2 separate regions of the Anser cygnoides genome follow, and region 2 is linked to region 1. The links are chromatin contacts, called in public Hi-C maps. All regions are on one chromosome and are shown on one strand. Each heading gives the region's core, a stretch centred on a gene start, on an enhancer-like site or on the middle of the called end of the contact. The rest is flanking DNA. Distances are from core to core; before and after follow the strand shown.

Region 1 (5,365 bases), core at 2,396-4,895:
AGATTAAGGCATAAAAGAGATTAATGTCTCTGACAGTGGGGCACTGAGCCCCCCTGGGCATTGCACAGGTCAGGGCAGCAGGCATGGCCCTACTCCCTTTAGCACGGTGGATCAATGCCAGCTAGTCTGATGCTCGGTCTGGGCCATTTCCATATAGACACTATCACGCTGTTATGTTCGGGTTTTATGTATTGTCACTGCTACTTCCTGAGAGCCGGGCCTCCTTCAATGAAGGGGAACATAGACCCGAGGATTTGGGATACCCGTTCTGGTTCCAGGCACGCCAGGCTCACTACTGGCAGTGCAGGGAAGCAGCAGAGGGCCAGGTGCAGATCCAGCACACCAGCCTTCCCGCTGTGCTCGTCCTGACCTGATAAAGTCTTTCCGAGGAGTCCATGCAGATATTTTTTTGCTTTGCTTTATGCTAGTTGAGCATAAAGTTCGTGTTGACAGCAGGAGACTCCGCAGCTTTTGAAGTATGGTGTAAGCAGGCTTAGGTCATCCAGTACAAAAGGCTGGAGGAAGATCACTGCTTGTGTGTTACTTTTGAGTTGAATCACTGCTCTTGAAAGAAAGCTTCTCGAGGCTAGTGGTCCCAAAGCAGCATGGAAACAGAGATGGCAGAGGGCACATTAAAGAGACGGGACTCATGAGAAAGAGGAAGAAAGGACTCAACACATTGGATCCTGCAGTTACTTGATCAGCAGCACATGTTTCATTAGGTTTTAATAAAAAACTTCTTGAACACGGGTATGGAATAGAGTTCCAGCTTTAAGACAAAAATAGGAGGCCCTTTGTTCTTGGGGAAACTGTAGGACTGACTTAGTTTTAAAAGTTTACGTTGCCTTTGAGCAGGCCTAGTAAAAACTGATGGCTGTGATACTCTGAGTGACAGAAGGGAGGTGGGAAGTGGAAATGAAGGAGGGAGAAGGTGCTTGGTATGCAGTCAGGTTAGGATGCAATTATTCAGAGCTTCACAGTTTGAAATAGCTGCCCTTACCTTTTGTAAAGATTAAACAGCACACTTAAGCCCTGTGGGCCTGCCTGTGCACACATCCTCCAAAGTCACTATTAATTCTGTAATTCTGTAGTACCACAGAGACACAGCCCATCTCGCAAATGCTGAGAAAGACCAGATCTGCACCCCGAGTAGCTTGCAGAGTAATTGAAAGACATTATTCAAGCAGGCTAAAGGTCAGGTTCAATCTTGTAAGAGCAAATGGTGACGAAGAGAATACCAACTGGGGAGGGAAGTGTTGGAAGTGTGTTTTGCAACAGTCTCTGAAAATCTGACTGGGTATTTACATGCTAGGAAATGATACCTACAAGTTAGGATGGGAAGCCTGGAAAATCCAAGGGCTCCAGATAGTAACATCTCAAACCAAGCGTCCAAATGAACATCCTGGGGTGTTGTCCTACCACGCTGCATGGATGTTGCGTTTTGTCTTACAAGGCTTGCTTAAACCACATCATGAAACTGACACAATTCTTGGATTTCACTGTCCCCGGCTTTGGAACGCAGCAGCAGCTCTGAACCTGACCAGAATGTTGTTAATTTTATGCTGCTGCTGGGCAGACTGCGATCGGCAAAGACACTGACGTCTGTGTGCAGTTTCTGGGAAATACTGCAAGGGTTTGAAAGCTGTATGCCTTTGGAAGGCACTGCCTTTTTGTTTTGTTTTCTCCCCCGCAAGCAGCAGTCAAAGTGGACTCGTTCAGGAGGGTTTGCTGTCCTGAGTTTCTCTGTACATCAGCCTTCACTCCTCAGAGTGGTGTTTGCAGAATAGTTGCAGAATAGCAAGATTTTGTGTCTCATTTTTGGGTGCTTCTTGCAACAAGAAAGGGGATTTACACTGCAGTACTGCAGAAGCAGCTGCTTAGTTATCAGCAGTGCTTTTCAGCCCAAGTAGGGTCGTGGACTGGTGGTAACTGGAATTTTTATTTAAAAAGAAGGAGGAAAGTGTTGCTGCGTACATACAAGGACAGCGTTTGCTCTAACTGTAGCAGGATCTGTAGAAAAAGACCAGAAGACAGGAGCAGAAAGAGTGAGAAGAACAAAGGTGTTGGAAGATAAGACTAAACAGAGGAGGAGCGTTGATGCTTTGGAAAGTAAACATGAAGGTCTTGAACATGATACGGGCAGGGAGGGGTGGCGAGGAGATGGGGATAACGACAAGCTTAGTAGTAACATACAGAATAGGTCAAAGTGAGGACAGCAGGCAGAACGAAATGCCATGTGGAGACGTGGGGAGGAGGCTGTAGCATACCGAGCAGCCACAACAGTGAGGGTGGGCTGCAGTGCAGCCTCCCACGGGGATATGGAGAAGTTGCAGTGGTGAAGAAGGTCAAGAGGAGGAAAGGGAGAAAGAACTCTTCTCTTCACCATCAGCTACAGGTGAGGAAAATGTTGGTCAAATACCCACAAGCGAGAGTGACATGCAAAATAATTCACTTGAAGCCGAGTTCAGAGGCAGTGCCTGGATTGAACTTTGCCTCATCTCAGCAAGGCTGAGCATCATGTCACCATGACCGGTGGCAGTTTTCCGTCTGTTTTCACTCTATACTGACCACTGGCATGAGGGTTGTACACATCATTTCCGTCTGTAGAAACACATGAGTGGGGTCTGCCCTTGTTCAGAGTGGCCGCAAGCCATGTGGCAGCCCCTCTCAGTACGCACTGCCCTGGGTTATATGTCGTGTGAGCCTTGCTGAGCCCGGAGTACAGCAGACACCTTGTAGTACAGGCCTTGAAAAAAGTATGCTGAGGCATCCAGATCAGGATCTGGCTGTCATGAAAGGGATCACACAGCAGTGCAAGGATTCAAAAGTACAGATACTGAGAGCAGAAGTAATCTACAGAGTGAGCAATGAAATAAATAATAATAATAAAAAAATTGGGACAACGTACTAGGCTAACCAAAAGACCCTGAGGCCTCTGGATTTCTCTTGCAAAGGAAATGGTAGAAATACTGCCACTTGAGATGCTTAGAAATAAACACAAGAAAAGCTCTATTGAGAGTGTGGGTTGAGATCAGATGGATGAGATGGCCTGACTTTTCTTTTTTGTTTTCATCCCTTGCTGCTTGGAAAACCTCCCACCTAAGTCATGGCCAGCCTGCTTTTCAGTGCCAACTGGGACCTAAGAATACCACTGACGCTGGCCTGAGTACAGGCCAAAGCCTGGAAATACTTCTCCAGTGGTTTTCTCTACAGTATACTCTGAATTTGCTCTTATTTTAGTGTCTCTTTATTTCACAGAAGTAGGAAATAAAATCCCAAGAGAGTGCAGAGCAATGTAGGTCTTACACAAGACGTATAATAAATAACGAGAAAGGACTGAAGCGTGAGTCCAAACTTTATCCAGATCTTATTTACTTAACATTAACATTTTTTTTAAACTTCTTTTCATTCCAGGTAACCCGGGTCCAAACTCCACTATGAGCGATAAAAACAAACAATCTACCTGTGTGTTATCTTGATTGGGAAGGATTGTCTGGAGAACTGAAGACTGAACAATCTGGAACAGTAACCTGTTGATTGATTTTGAACCTCCAGCCGTGTCCTCACACAGTGGTCCATCAAGCCACTGCGTGGTCCTGGATGCACCTGGCACCTCCAGTTAAAGCACATTTACCGGGTGAAGCATAGACTTTGAATGGTCAGTCCCTTAAATGAGGGTTAGTGATGAATGTATTAGTCCATATGTGTGTGTGCATACAGATTTTATATATAAAAACAACTGTGATGACTGGGTCTCAGAGCTCGCTCTGTGTCCAGATAAATGGAAGAGATTTTCTGAGTTACTTGTGCTGCTACTTCAGTCTGTCTAGCTACAGACTCAGGATCACTGTGTTGCATTGTTTACTCTACTGCATTGCAGAAATGTGTTGGTCTGACAGGCTGGAAGGCGAAGTCCAATCAAAGTGGCAAATTCTGGGTGAAACAGTGATGTTTACAGACAGCAGAGCAATCCTCTGTCCTCAAGGAGTCTTCCTGTGGATTCCTGCTGTCATTTATCCACAGGGAAATGAGTGGTTAGGGGAGAAGGGTTTAGCTAGAAGAGGCCAACAGATTAGTATCTTAACTGTTTGTTTTGTGTCATAAATATAGCAGCCGAACAAAGTGATTTGGCAATAATCTACTGGGATATAGGGGGATGTTTAACCTGCAGCTGAGACTGGGTCAGAGAAATGCCTTACACAGCAGAGCGGGCAGATCAGGGAGTAGGTACGCAGCCTTCCACAGCTGTTATAAAATCCTGTTTGTTGCTAAGTCAGCAATGCTTCATGGAAACTGTATGATTAAGGAGCACATCTTCGAGGCTGAAAAGAAGAAGCAGGGCAAGCATACAAGCTTTTCAAATGCTCCTTTTTCTCTTTTCTTCCCTTTTTTTCTTTTTTTTTTTTGAAGTTAACCTTTCCAGACTCTAAAACATGCCAAAATCCAGGGCTTTGATCCATAAGAAGAGCTGCATGCAATCAGACCAAAGGCCATCTAATCTGCTATCCTGTCTCTGAGGACAGCCAGTAACAGGTGATCACGGAAGCATAAAAAATAAAGCTTAGATACAGAGGTCTTTCTCTGACACTGTTCCAGCAGTCTATGGACTTTCTGAACTGGCAGTTCCTTCTGGACCTGGCCTTAATGAATACACTTAGTCCCCTTTTAAAAGTCCTTTTGTACTTTTGGCCTCCACTGCGTTCTGTGGCAGTGAACCCTGAGTTCATTGTGTGTTATGACAAAGAACTGTCTTCAGGCTGTTTTAATGGTTTGTTTGATGATTTCATCGAGTGACCCTAATTCTTCCGCTGTCAGATGCAGTGATGACCACCCCTATTCCTTGCCTCCTTGCCACTTTTTACAGACCTGTATCATATATGTCCTCAGTCATCATTTTTTTCAAGCTACAGGTTCATGGTGTACATAGCTATTCATTATATGGGACCTGTTTGACACCTCTGTCCTCTTGTTCACTGGCTCTTTTCCAGTTCTACCCACTAACAAAGTGGAGAAGCAGGTTGTTTTTGTTTCTTTAGTACGTGGATTGATGTCTCACCCTGCTTTACTGCCATCTAAATTACATACTCTCCTGTCATAAATAAGCCCTAAGAAAAATAAATCCCAATCATAAGTACGCACCTGAAACCTAACATACCTACTTGCCAGAACTATACAGATAGCAGAAAAACACCAGTTTGGTTTTCTTTCTTTTTGGTTTAAGAGACACCATTTAGTTTGTTTCAGTGTGCAAAGACAAGAAAAACCAACTGCTGTACTACCAACAAAGAATAACCTGTTCCCAAGACTCCTCCAGGTGCTGGGTTGTTATACTGAAGCAGCTGCCTGTAATTGATGATAAAACGTC
Region 2 (5,357 bases), core at 890-3,389, 510 kb before region 1:
TAGAGCGCTAGCTGACATCATAATATTCTCCAGTTACCTAATCTTTTTAATCTCAAAGCTTTTTACAGATTGTGTAGGCACAAAGCAATCGCGCTTCTTCAGAGGCGGTTGCATTTTAATAGAGAGGTATCTGTAAACAGTGCGCAGCAATGCTGTAAAAAGATAGATACATTCTTTTCTTCTTGCAATATGGCAATCAAGCAAAAGCAGAAAGAGCACTCAAAACAACAACAGCTTTCAGACAAGGAAATGAAGGCATGGCGGTAATTTTCAAGGGACAAAGATCGCCTTTATTTGGCTACCATCAATAAAACTGAAATATTGCCCCTTTCCTTTGTGAATTGCAGAAGAGATACAGTAGGACTACAAGATAAGACCACCACCTTGTTTTCTATTTTAAAAGACTGCAAATAGCTCTACAAATAAAGCGGGGTCCTCTTGGTGCTGACTCAGAAAAGCAAGCCCCATTCCAAATCCAGAAGAATCAGGGTTCCCCGTCAAACTCGTACTGAATTTAAAAAGACTTGTATCTAGAAAGCATCTCAATGGAATATTTCAGTGGTGGCAAAAACCAACCAGAACAGACTGACACACGGTTTGTATCCCTCGGCTGCCAGTCCGGAAATAGTACAGAGTTTTGGTTTGTGGCTCTTTGTTTGTAGTTGTTGGAATGAGGCACGAGGTTACCCATGAAGAACGAGACGCTCAGTTGCAGAGATACAGTGAAAGCTATTACCGAATATTAAAGAAAAAAAAAAAGACAAGTAAAACACAACTTACTTTGGGGGCCATCCTTTCCACTTCACCAGGTATTCTACTTTACCCTGAGGGCGGAAAAAGGAAGAAGAAAACAGGTGAACTCTGCAACCAAATATGGGCTACAGTAAGAGGTGCAACCAATCAACAGGACTAAACTCTGCAACTGAAGAGCTCATTTCCCATCTCTTTATTTTCAAAAGAAAGCCACTTCCTCGTTCAGCTGTGCTTGCTGTACCTCTTCTCCCAGGACATGGGGGCACAGGGCTATTTAAAAGTGCCTGAACTACCATCAGCTTGGGATCATACCTTTGCAGAAGCTAGCAGGCAGAACCCCAAAAGCCAGCCGGCAAGCCAGACTGCAACCGTCCCTGCGCTTACAGGGAACGCTTCAAGAAGTCAGCATGCATAAACGTGAGAGGGAGATGCATGCCAAGAGCAGGTGTCAAAGGAATTTGTTTAAGCAGGGAGGAGAAATACAAGATTTCAGATCCTATGAAGCATCTCTTTGGCATGTTCCCTTCCAGTTGCTACACGCCTTACTGGAGCACTGCTCCATCCATCACAGTCACGCATCCTTTCGACCCAAACAAACAGCAGTTCACAACCCAACTTCAGAGTTAACCGTTTATTTGTTCACTCCAAGTACAAAACCAAAAATCCAAGCAGCAGCAGCACACTCAAGGGCCCAGAGGAGCACGCGCAATCAGCGCAATCTTTAATATGATACCGAGGGACTTGCAAAGCACTTCCCAAAGCACGGCAGAGGCCTTCAGGTTAGCAGGAGGATGCCAGCGCTGCAGGTGCACAAGCCTTTACACAACAGCGCAGGAGGCAAAGCGAGCTGCAACGTGGGATTTATTTGCCTACGGGGGGCAGCTCCCAGATGCTTGGGAAGGCAACGCTATAAGGAACTTTGTAAAGGCTGGGGGATCCCGATGCGCTGCATCCCGTGTAACCCCCCACGGGGGTGCAGCCCCTTCCTCCACAGGAGGAACCCCCCCCCGCCCCCAACCTGCCCGGGGGTGCCCAGTTCGCCTTGTCGGCAACCCCAAACCCACCCCAACCCCTCCCCACACCTCCCCCAGCCCCGTCAGCGCCGTGAGGGCGGCGGGAAGGAGCCGGTTCTGCGAGGGGGGCGTGCGTGAGGGGGGGGGTGGAGGGGGTCCCGCTACCCGCCCGCCGCGCAGCCCACCTTCCGCACACGCTTCTTGCGGATGCTCTCCACCGCGAACACCTGCTCCCCGATGGCCGACAGCTCCATGAGGGCGGGCGGGCGCTGTGGTGACGGCCGTTACGCGGCGGCCGTTGCCCGGTGGCGGCCGTTAACGGTTCCCCCCCCCCACACCCCCTCACACGCCCCCTCGCGCACGCCCCCCCCCGCCCCGCTTTAGAACCTGCGCAACGTTTTCCTCAGGCGCGCGCGGGGGGCGTGGCCCGGCGCTGGGCGGGAACCGCCTGAGGGGCCGCTACCGCCCCCCCCCCCCCCCCATCCCCTCATGGCCGCCCCCCGCCTCGCGTCCCCGTCCCCTTGTCCCCCCCCTCCGCCGCCGGTCGCGGCTCCCGGTATTTTTCGCTCGGGGAGCAGCGAGGGGGAGAGGGAAGCCCCCGGCTGCCGTGAGGCGGCGGGGCCGGGCGGGAAGCCGCCGGGTGACAAAGCGTTAAGGCGGCGGGAGGGCGGGCTGAGGGAGGGGAAATGGCGCCCGTCCCCCTCAGGCGCCCGCCTCCCCGCAGGAACCCGTCCCCCTCAGCCGACCGTCCCCTCAGGTGCAGCCCCGCGCCACCGGCTGCTGAGGTATTTCTTCTCGTCTTTGCCATCTAAGAGCAGCCTGCTCAAAGTTCACTGCCCAGGCTTGCGGTCGTAGGGCTAACCATTAAATGCGGGTAGCAGCCTGTAACGGCGTTTTGGCTTTGTAGCTGCTTAGCCGTTGAATGTTCAAGGTTTCGGTGCTGTATTGCAAAGTAAAATGTAAAAAACTGTCAGTCCTTCCTTCTTCATATTATATTTCCACGTTTTAGAGGGAATAGAAAAAAAAATACAAATTCTATTCTGTAACTCAAAGTTAAGAGCTTCAGAAAAATGAGAGAGAAAAGATCAGAACATTTCTCTGAGTTGCAAGTCTTTTTAATCCCTTCCTTTTCACTCAAATAAAATTATTGCAGAGCTAAACTGGAAAATGGGAGAAACTGTACATTGTCAACTGTACGTTGACCATGTAGGGATAAAAGGAAAAAAATATCCCACCAGCACAACAAATAAACTTGCAAGTGAATTCGTTATTGATAACCTGCTGGACCTGTTAGGATAGGAGATTTACATCTTATTTAATATGTCTTTTAAGCTCAAGAGTTATTTTTTTCAAGATTAAAGTAAGTTTGTTGTTGAATACTGAAGAGGTTCTCAAAACGAAGCAACCTGCATTTGATCACAAGCTTTGATACTCGTTTAAACAGAGCTGTACAATAAGAATCCAAGCCCTAGATACCATCAGTCACATTTCTGCACGATTATTCCCTTCTTTCTTCCCACTTCTCCCTTTCTTCTTCTCACACCAACTATTGACCCAAATTCGATTTAAGTGATATTTGCTTCAGGCATGTCACAGCTCTTGAAAAATGGTACTCCTTCACCTGGAGGTGATGAATGCTGCCCATAGGATGACAGCAGCATGCAGCCAAGTTCCAGGCTCATTTCCCCCACAGGACTACAATTTGTGTCGTTGATTGCTGGGCATGCTTCTGTGCCACTCCTCATCCATCCAAGGAGCTTTTATTATCACATGAAGTTATACCGACTTCAGTGAAATTTATCTGTGTAATTCAGGCAGCCACAAAGGCAATGCTCCTGTTTCTTCAAGTGCCTTGAGTGGCAGAACATGCTACTGTGGTTCATTTTCACTTTTCAGAAAATGTTACTGAGTCTCTCACAATAGTCTGAGCAGTTTTCTGCAGAGCTCGTTTGCACAAAAAAAATACTTTCTAAAGCTGTTACTCCACAGTTAGTTATTATTTTAATAATGGTTATAATGTAATTTGAATAGATGGAGTGTGGAGGTTTTATTTTTGGTTGATTAGTGGGTTTTGTTGGTTTTGTTTGCTTGTTTGGTTGGTTGGTTTTTTTGCATTGACAACCAAAACTGGAACCATAAGGGTGAAAAGCAAGAACATCTCCCTTCCTCCCACCCTGTCCCAAGTTTTGAATTACCACTAAGAGAATGTTACTCTGCCGTTTATAGGGACTAGAAATAATTAAGACGAACAATTTAAGCAATCAAATTTTTCACATCTGACGGCCTTTAAAAGCCATTCCGTTAAAAGACCTTTTTAAAAGTATATCAAGAACTAGATTACAGAAATCTTTACTGGAGTTGTTCTTGTTATGGCTAATTGTACAACCACACTAATACATAGCCGTGAACTCAGTGTGCAGAAAACCAAAGCAAATATTGAACCTTCCTTAGTACAAATTCAGAGACCCAGATCCACGAGTCTTTAATCAAAATTCCAATTAACTTCAAAGAGTTTTACTTGAGTAAAAATTGCAAGCAGAATTTAGCGTGGAGAAATTACCATTTTAATTGCTACTAGTTTGATTAAACGACTCAGCCTGCAGTAGATACAGGCACTTACATTAACACTAAAAATTATTAATGGTCATTTCTATTCTACAAAGCCTAATCCTGCCAAGGATTTTTTTTTCTTCCTTTTTTTTTTTTTTCCAGAAGACTGCAGCAAAGATCAGGATTGCTTCAAAACAACGCGGCACATCCCTGAAGAAACGCTGCTTGATGAAGCTCCAAGAAACGACCTTGCAGCAGAAGCAGGATTTGGCAGCCTGCGAGCACGACGCTGCCGCGACTCCGTAACGCCGCGGGAGCTGGCAGCCATGAGCAGCCGTGCTGCCGATGATGCCGTTCGCAACGTATCGCTGGCTTGATTGGTGAGCTGGCCTATGGCTGTGCGCTGCTGTATGTTTAATTATCAGTAGATGGCACTCATCGTGCTGCTCTGTGTGCGCAGGTCCATTTTATGCGCAGATCGTGGGTTTGGTACGCAGCCTCGTAACACATCACAAAACCAAAGGGCAGCAAATGGACAAGCTGGCCTCTGAGACCAGCCCGGTCAGAGCTGAGCTGAATCAGCGGGCTGGAAGCAGGGCAAGGGACAGGCAGGACATGCTGAGTGCCAGCAGTGAAGCCCAAGGGCACCAGGAAAACTACCCTATGGCTATGCCCATAGCCATCAGTGCTTTTAATGCTGTAGGTTTTTTAAAGCTTATGGAAAGAATGCAGCTGCCCTCTGCCGCCAATTGGCAGCCCCTTGGTTTACCCAGAGCCTTGCAACAGCAGCCAGCGACTGAAGTGTTTAAAGCTGCACCTCTGCTGCGTGTTCCTCGCCTGGCTCTGATCCTTTCCCAGCACAGAGATTTCCTGAAAACAGATGGCCAGCTAGCCCCAGCCCTTGCATAAGGTGATGTTCTGCTTTCAGAGGTTACACAAAACACAAGGAAAACAAACAATTTTGTCCCTTTGCCATGGCTAAAGGAGCTGGTCCTGGTTAGAAGAAAGATCTCCTGGCATAAGCCTAGGTCCCTCTGAGAG

Evidence for each region. Hi-C and Micro-C count contacts between places; a contact is called where the count stands out from the background.
Region 2: a contact with region 1 is called in a Hi-C map of liver, with 13 times the contacts expected there. The contact joins the promoter of CBX7 here to the enhancer-like site in region 1. A contact is called at or near these places in 2 of 7 Hi-C or Micro-C datasets (both in liver).

What each region holds. Positions count from the first base shown.
Region 1 is chr1:54,981,016-54,986,380 of Taihu_goose_T2T_genome, reverse strand. It overlaps FAM83F (family with sequence similarity 83 member F), which reads left to right. Exons shown (of 6, transcript XR_007165519.2): 5 at 3,415-3,658. Among named protein-coding and RNA genes, the nearest start is that of TNRC6B, 16 kb to the right of the region's middle. Within about 2 kb of position 3,645, at least 2 of the 3 cell types and tissues checked have open chromatin away from gene starts, as enhancers often do. A contact at or near this core is called in liver, where this site is marked.
Region 2 is chr1:55,493,869-55,499,225 of Taihu_goose_T2T_genome, reverse strand. It overlaps CBX7 (chromobox 7), which reads right to left and starts at 2,139. Exons shown (of 7, transcript XM_048069848.2): 1 at 1,952-2,139; 2 at 781-824. The coding sequence starts at 2,020. It overlaps LOC125183465 (a long non-coding RNA gene), which reads left to right and starts at 2,140. Exons shown (of 3, transcript XR_007165508.2): 1 at 2,140-2,551; 2 at 4,479-4,696.